Regions from separate parts of the Sus scrofa genome. Here region 1 is linked to region 2. Evidence: chromatin contacts called from public Hi-C data. All regions are on one chromosome and are shown on one strand. Each heading gives the region's core, a stretch centred on a gene start, on an enhancer-like site or on the middle of the called end of the contact. The rest is flanking DNA. Distances are from core to core; before and after follow the strand shown.

Region 1 (3,217 bases), core at 646-3,145, 570 kb after region 2:
AAAGCAATGTACAGAATGGATTTAAATGTACAAGTGGCAGCACTGGTCAGATTGAAATATATCAACAGTTATGACGTTTGCTGTGAGCCATGTGCAGAGTTGGAGCAACATCAGCCGAAAATGGGCAAGATGCTCCCCTGCGACCCTCCTCTTCCTTGGCGTCCTCCACCCCTTCAGCCTCTGCCACCTGCTCTGCCCCAGAGCCAGCAAAGGGATTTCTTCCCACACATTGGGATCCCCAGGCTAGCTGGTGGATCCCCCAGCTAGTGTATCCAAACACTGCTGGTCCCAGGACCCAGTCTCAGAAGTGGGTCTCTGTAGAGTGAGCGGCAGGGGACCTTGGGTACCTGATCAGAGCCTCAACAGCCATCCAGTTCAAGCCTATGTGTCCAGGTCCAGAGGGTCACATCCTGCTCCCCAAAGAGGGAGATAATGACCATCACTCTTGTCTTTTCATCCAGAAAGTGTACCCTAGGGGAGGCGTGGGGTCCATTCTTGGCATTTCTAGCTATGTGACGTGGGCTAGGTCACTACATCTCATTTTTCATGAAACGGATATAGCAAGATGCACATCACTGTGTTGTGAAGAGAGTAAATGAGCAAGTGTGAAAGCACTGAGTGTGCATTGCTGCCATAACATACCCCTTTTCATCATTCCTGCCCCACCTGATCCACTAAAGATCTTGTGAAGTAGTAAATTGTTATTGTGATGACATCAGCAGCTGTTTTACGGGCTAGGAAATAGTGGCTAAAAGGAATGAAGTGATTTTCCCAGCTTTGGTTCCATGGTGAGTTAACACGGGGATGGTTCACCTGCAGCCCGTTTCCTGCTCCTGGAGGCTATCTGTGCTCTCGCCAGAGCAAGGAGGTCCTCTTGAAGCTACCCTGTGCATTCAGTCATCTGGCACGCTCCACATGCATCTTCCGAGAATGCTGGGTTGCTTTGTGCTGCCCAGGGGGAAGCAGTTCCCTTGCACAGATAGCTGAAAACTCCTGCCATAGATCTCACTTTGGAGCCCTGCACAGTAACCCTTCCCCTGATCACTCGCATAAAAAGTGAGTAACCTGGGAATAATCCCTAGACCTTCTCTTAACTGCTCCATCTCTCTGGCTTACGCTCACTTCCCCATCGTGCACACATGATGCACAATTTCAGTTCACTCACGTTTTGGACTCTGGGTCACTCCAGTGCCTTGGGCACTTAGCTCTCTTTGTTCCCCACCATGCCCACCGTACCTACACCTTCTTTGTGTGCGTGTTCATTTAATTAGTAAATGTTATTTTTTTAGAGTGGTTTTAAGTTCACAGCAAAATGGAGCCGAAAGTACAGAGAGTCCCCATGGACCCTTTTGCCCCCCTGCCACACACCACCTTCTTTTTTTTGAAGCTAAGATGACAATGCGACTTTCCCATTGGGTTCTTTGTACATGAAATGCTACTTCTCAGTTGAACTGCCTGAGCACAATGCAATAAAGAATCCATAACAATAGCTGCAATACTGTGCATTACTATTCTAATCATATATTTTATTGGAAGCCGTATACCTCTTAAAACCAGCATTTCATTTGCCTCCTTTGCCTTATAGAAACCCCACCGCTGTGACAACGGTAGGAGCAAAGCTAATGTTCTTTTCCAAATTCTTGCTTAGATTCAGAGCAAGAAAGAAAATGTGAAAGAAAGAGAAAAATCACACAGTCATTTCCAGCCATTTGTGTTAAAATACAAAGAAAACAAGGCACATTCAAAAATGATGTGCCGGGCAGCCTCCATTAATATTTATTTTGGCATTAATATTGATAAGAAAGTACTTTGTAGCTGGGCTTTGTTGCCTCCCCCAGTGTCCTCCAGCTCTCTGTTCTTCGGGCTGGTGGCCATTAGCTCACATCTCCCTCTGTACCCAGAGCCTCTGAGAGGCTTGGCGGGCCTCCAGCTCACTTACGCTTAAATGGACACTCAAGATCCGACAGACACACAGCTAAATAGAGGCCAATAATTCAATACAGTATGACTGTACTGGGGCTGCTAGTAAATCCATCAAGCAGTAAATATCATCTGAAGCCAATGCAAGCTTTTATCTTTCCAATTTTTTTGTATGTCTGAGCGAAGCCCAGGCATTCAGCGAATCATGTAATTTATTCTGCGGTGCCAAGCCTGGGCTGTCTCAGGCATCATATTGACTTTTTTTTTCCCCATCTGTCAGGGGCAGTCAGCAGCGCTGCTATTGTGGGAGCGCATCACGTTACATCTATTTATTTATTTATTTCTGCTGCTGCTTTGTAGAATGATTGGGCAAGAACGCATTATCTCAGATCAACGAATACTAAGAAAAGCATCTGAACATCATTACGACAGCATGTTAAACATTTGTCCTACCCAGTTTGTTAAATCAGCAAATGTATTTCCGGCAAATGCTTGTAATTGTTCATAAAGGGCTCCCTACTGCAGGGTTTTATTAAGCTGAAAATATGGCCTGTTTTTTTCTTCAGCTCTTTAGGTCATCACTGATGCCTGTATATTGTAAATAATGCTGAACAGCTGTTGTCTTGACCTGCTCTGTGCGTGTGTGTGTGTGTGTGTCTGTGTCTTTCTCCATACAGACACACAACTTGCTGTATCTCTGAATGTTGCACACATATTTTGTGCACATGAGTAGGTCAGTATGGCATAAAGCAATGTATATTGGCAAAGTTAATAGGATGATTAAGTTAATGATTAGGTTGTGGATTCCAATGGTTAGAAAATATCTTTGCATGAACCAATTAAAATTAAGACTGGGAACAAAGCTCTTTTGTTTACTCTTGTTATCTTACTAAAAACTTAAAAAAGTATAAGCCCTAAATTTGAATGTTAGTTCATACTCTCTTGGTCTTGCTTCTATGTAACCTACAAATGGAGAAGAGAGGCAAGAGGGAGAAGGATGTTCCCAAAGTCCTTCCTTCACAATGGGATCTGAGACCACTAAGGACAGACACAGCCAGTGGCACATAGAATGACTGGTACTCACATTCCAAGTACAGCCTGCTTCCCTGAGGACCTTTTCCTAAGCCCTCCAGCCCTTTCTCTAAAGCCAGTTATTCTGCTTCTGAGATTCAGTTTGACTCTCAGTTGATTCTACTTAGGTTTGATTAATGTCCAACTCTGGGAGCACATATCACAGAAACGTATTTTAAAAGTAAGTGTCTTGATCTTCTTAAAGTAAATACACATTATAAATACA
Region 2 (3,254 bases), core at 237-2,736:
ATTACCTTTTGGGCTCTAACCCAAGGAGAATAAAAGTGACACAGTTACAAATCCTGATCTGCAGTGTCCATTCTCTAGCGCACCTCACCCCACCCTCTCCTATCCTAGCTGGGCAGGACCCTCTTCCAAACCGAGCCAGGAAAATGGGGGCAAGGGCAGAGCAAGCCGATTTCTGTCTCTTGTCACATCTAGTGCCCAATAATTTAATATTAAACAAGGGAATAGTCACCCATTACATGTAATGGTTATAATTACCGTTTTCCACCTCCTTAAAAAAGCAAGCAGCAAAAACACCATTAAGGAGAAAAAAAAAAAAAAGCCCCACCCAACCCAAACAAACCCACAAATAGTAACAATGGTGTGTTTATTACAGGACCTGCCTAGGGAGCTAGCAAAATGTTTTTCTTTGTTTAAGACATTGGTGGGGGGGGGGTCCCTAAAATCCAAGTAGCTTGGAAGTGCCCTCCCCGCTCGCCTGGTCGTCCCCATCCCGGCCCCTTGGGAAAGCCGACAAATTGGAGATAAGTTGAGGAAAGGTTTATAAGGTGTTTCTTTAAAACATCTGCTTTGCTCTTGTGCTCATTACATTTCACTCCTTCCGAACTTCCGAGCCTAGATCTGCGAGAAATGTTTCACATTCATAACTTGTAGCTGCTCCCACTGCAAGGGCGGGGGTGGGGGGAGGCGGCGGTGGGGAGAGTGTGTGCAGGGGGAGGGGAGAGACCTTCAGCTTTTTTTTTAAAGACCAGATCAGTATTTTCTTGATACGCTTGTCACCATTTTTGTTCTCACGACAACCAATTGAGCCCTTGATCCTCACGTGATGTGAAAGGCTTGCACTGTAACAAAATCGCTTCTTTTAGATGGTTGGTTGTTGCTAACTCGCCCATCCCCCTCTCCCAGCCCCGACATTTCCAGCAAAGCGACTCTCCACTTCCAATCCATCAACAATTCATTACTGCTTTTAGCTTCCAAACGCCAGCTAATTAAAAATACTAAGCCAAGCTCTGGGGCCATCTGACTAAACACAGGAGGGGGTGGGCGAGGGAGGAGGAGGAGAGAAAAATAAATAAAAAGGAGACGCACCGTTTGCTGCGACTATAAATGGGAAAAACTGTCCTGAAAAAGGTCGCCTTAAAAAAATCTTTTTTTTTTCCCCTCTAATTATCGAATTACCACATGACTGATTGACTTGAGCGACAGCAGATTTTTTTTTTTTTTCTCCCCCTCAGGGACTTATACTAGGAACTCGGTTCCTTTTTCTTAAAACAACATAAAACAGGAAAACATCACATCCTTTAGGTTTCGAAGACTGAACCAATTTTAAACGCCGTTATTTTCCCCACCCCGCCGACCCCCGCCCCGAGCGAAGGCTGTTAAAACTGGTTTATCAGCTCCCTGAATACTCTGCTCCCCTCCCCCTCGCACCTTTCTTGTTCTCCTCTTGCCGGGCTTCTCGTCCCCCCCCTTTCCTCCTCCCCCCTCCCCACCCCCCGCGTCCCCCTCCTTTCCTCTTAAGTTAGTTCAAGAAATCAAATCTGTCAGGACGGGCGGAAAAATGCCACTTCCCGACTAACAGGCGGAATCCAGCCCAGATTTTCAGTCCTTTCTTCTTATTCTTTCTTCCCTTTCACTAATTTATCCCGATGTTAGCACATTCTGTCTTGTTACTAGCGGACGCCTGTAGGTTTGCTACATGGGATCATTACTTACTGATCACGGTGACTCTGAAGTCTGGAACTGAAGGCGGAATGAGAAGTTGGGAAAACTTTTTTCTCTAAGCTCGCTCTCTTTTTTTAAAAAACTATTATTCTCGATGCTTGTTAAGAGGAAAAAACCCTTTTGGTGCTTCTGTTGTGAATGTGAAACATTATCTTCCAGCTGTACAGTGACACATTTTTTTAAGGAGAAAAGGACTGATTCGTTTGCCAAAAGGGGGATGGGGAGGTGGAATAATGTTATCGAGTGATTATTCTGGCTGAGATGTGTTATTTGGTTCCTTCCTTCTTGATCATTTGGTGTTTAAGTAAAATGAGGCACAGGCTTGTTTGCCGAGTGGAGTGGGAAAGGCATTTTGATTTGCTGGCCTAATTAAAAAATGATAAAGGATTAAAGGTAAGCAATGTCTGTGTGTGTGTGTGTGTGTGTGTATGTATATTTATTTTTTTTTTCTTGACAACTGTTAAAAAGGGGCTGATCCCTTTAAAAACCGTTTTAACTGATCTTTGTCAAACACACACTCATTTGCGGTCATTGAGGCCACCTTGGCGCAGATCACTTAAAGTGTATGTCTTAATCAGTTTCCCGTACAGTCAGTAGCACCATATTTAACAGACTGAGCAAGTCTGTGACCTAGGAATACGGTAGAATTGTTTAGATGTAATTTTTTTTCTCTCCAAAGGCAGATATTTAGCCTTTTATTTAACACTGTCTTTTCTTTAATAGAGAAATGCTCTTAAAGACGTGTGTATATTTCAAGAATAAAATTGTATTAACTGTTGGGAAAGACAGGATAGGAGAGGGGGTATGGGTATGGGGGGGCGTATTGGTTGTTTGTTTTTTTTTTCTTTTTTTTTTGTTTTTTTCCTGTTCCTTACTGGGAACAAAAACAGATTGCCCAGACAATTTGTAAAAAGAAGTAATAAAATTAGAAATGAGAAGAATTTAGTAACATCATTCTGAAACTAGTCTCAGAGAACTTCCAGGGTCTGGTCTTTTAAATTGCAAGATCTAGGACATGTTTAAGGATGTTTAAAGCGTGTTCCTTCCTCTTGTCTGAGTGTTCAGGCTGTGTTTCTGGGGTTGTTATCATGTGTATGTGCCAGAAAGAAAAAATCCTAAACTCTCTTTTTTTTTTTTTTTTAAACCTTTCTGGACTTGACTCAGATCCTTAAGATATTTTGATGCCTTTAAAAAAGTGATTATCCTTGTGCTGTTCATAAAGGGTTTTTCTTTTTTAGCTACTGTGAGATGCTTACTGTCATGGGTATGTTTTTCGGGTTTGGTTATTTTCCTTTAAACCTGATATTGGACTGTGGAGACAATACATGAACCACTTTACTCTCCATCCTTCCCTGTACCCCTTACTGACTCCCCAGTATTAATCGTTTTTTATTCTGGTAACACCCAGACAAGAAATATTCGACTTTTCCCCCCTTCACAGGAAAAGGTGGACCTGGACTGAAGGGTGTAAAAATCCCTGGACACATTCCTGGGGCAGGAAAAAGAAGAGGAAGATTAGAAGATTTTTTTTT

The links. A called contact is a pair of places that touch in the nucleus more often than the background predicts.
Region 1: a Hi-C map of skeletal muscle shows a contact between it and region 2, with 3 times the contacts expected there. The contact joins the enhancer-like site here to the promoter of ZNF608 in region 2. A contact is called at or near these places in 6 of 47 Hi-C or Micro-C datasets (alveolar macrophages, embryonic fibroblasts, fetal heart ventricle and 2 more) and 1 of 2 datasets of contacts at active chromatin or transcription factors (skeletal muscle).

What each region holds. Positions count from the first base shown.
Region 1 is chr2:127,587,664-127,590,880 of Sscrofa11.1, reverse strand. No RefSeq gene overlaps it. Among named protein-coding and RNA genes, the nearest start is that of ZNF608, 570 kb to the left of the region's middle. Within about 2 kb of position 1,895, at least 15 of the 83 cell types and tissues checked have an H3K27ac peak or open chromatin away from gene starts, as enhancers often do. A contact at or near this core is called in skeletal muscle, where this site is marked.
Region 2 is chr2:128,155,001-128,158,254 of Sscrofa11.1, reverse strand. ZNF608 (zinc finger protein 608) reads left to right here and starts at 1,486. Exons shown (of 13, transcript XM_005661601.3): 1 at 1,486-2,115; 2 at 3,164-3,254.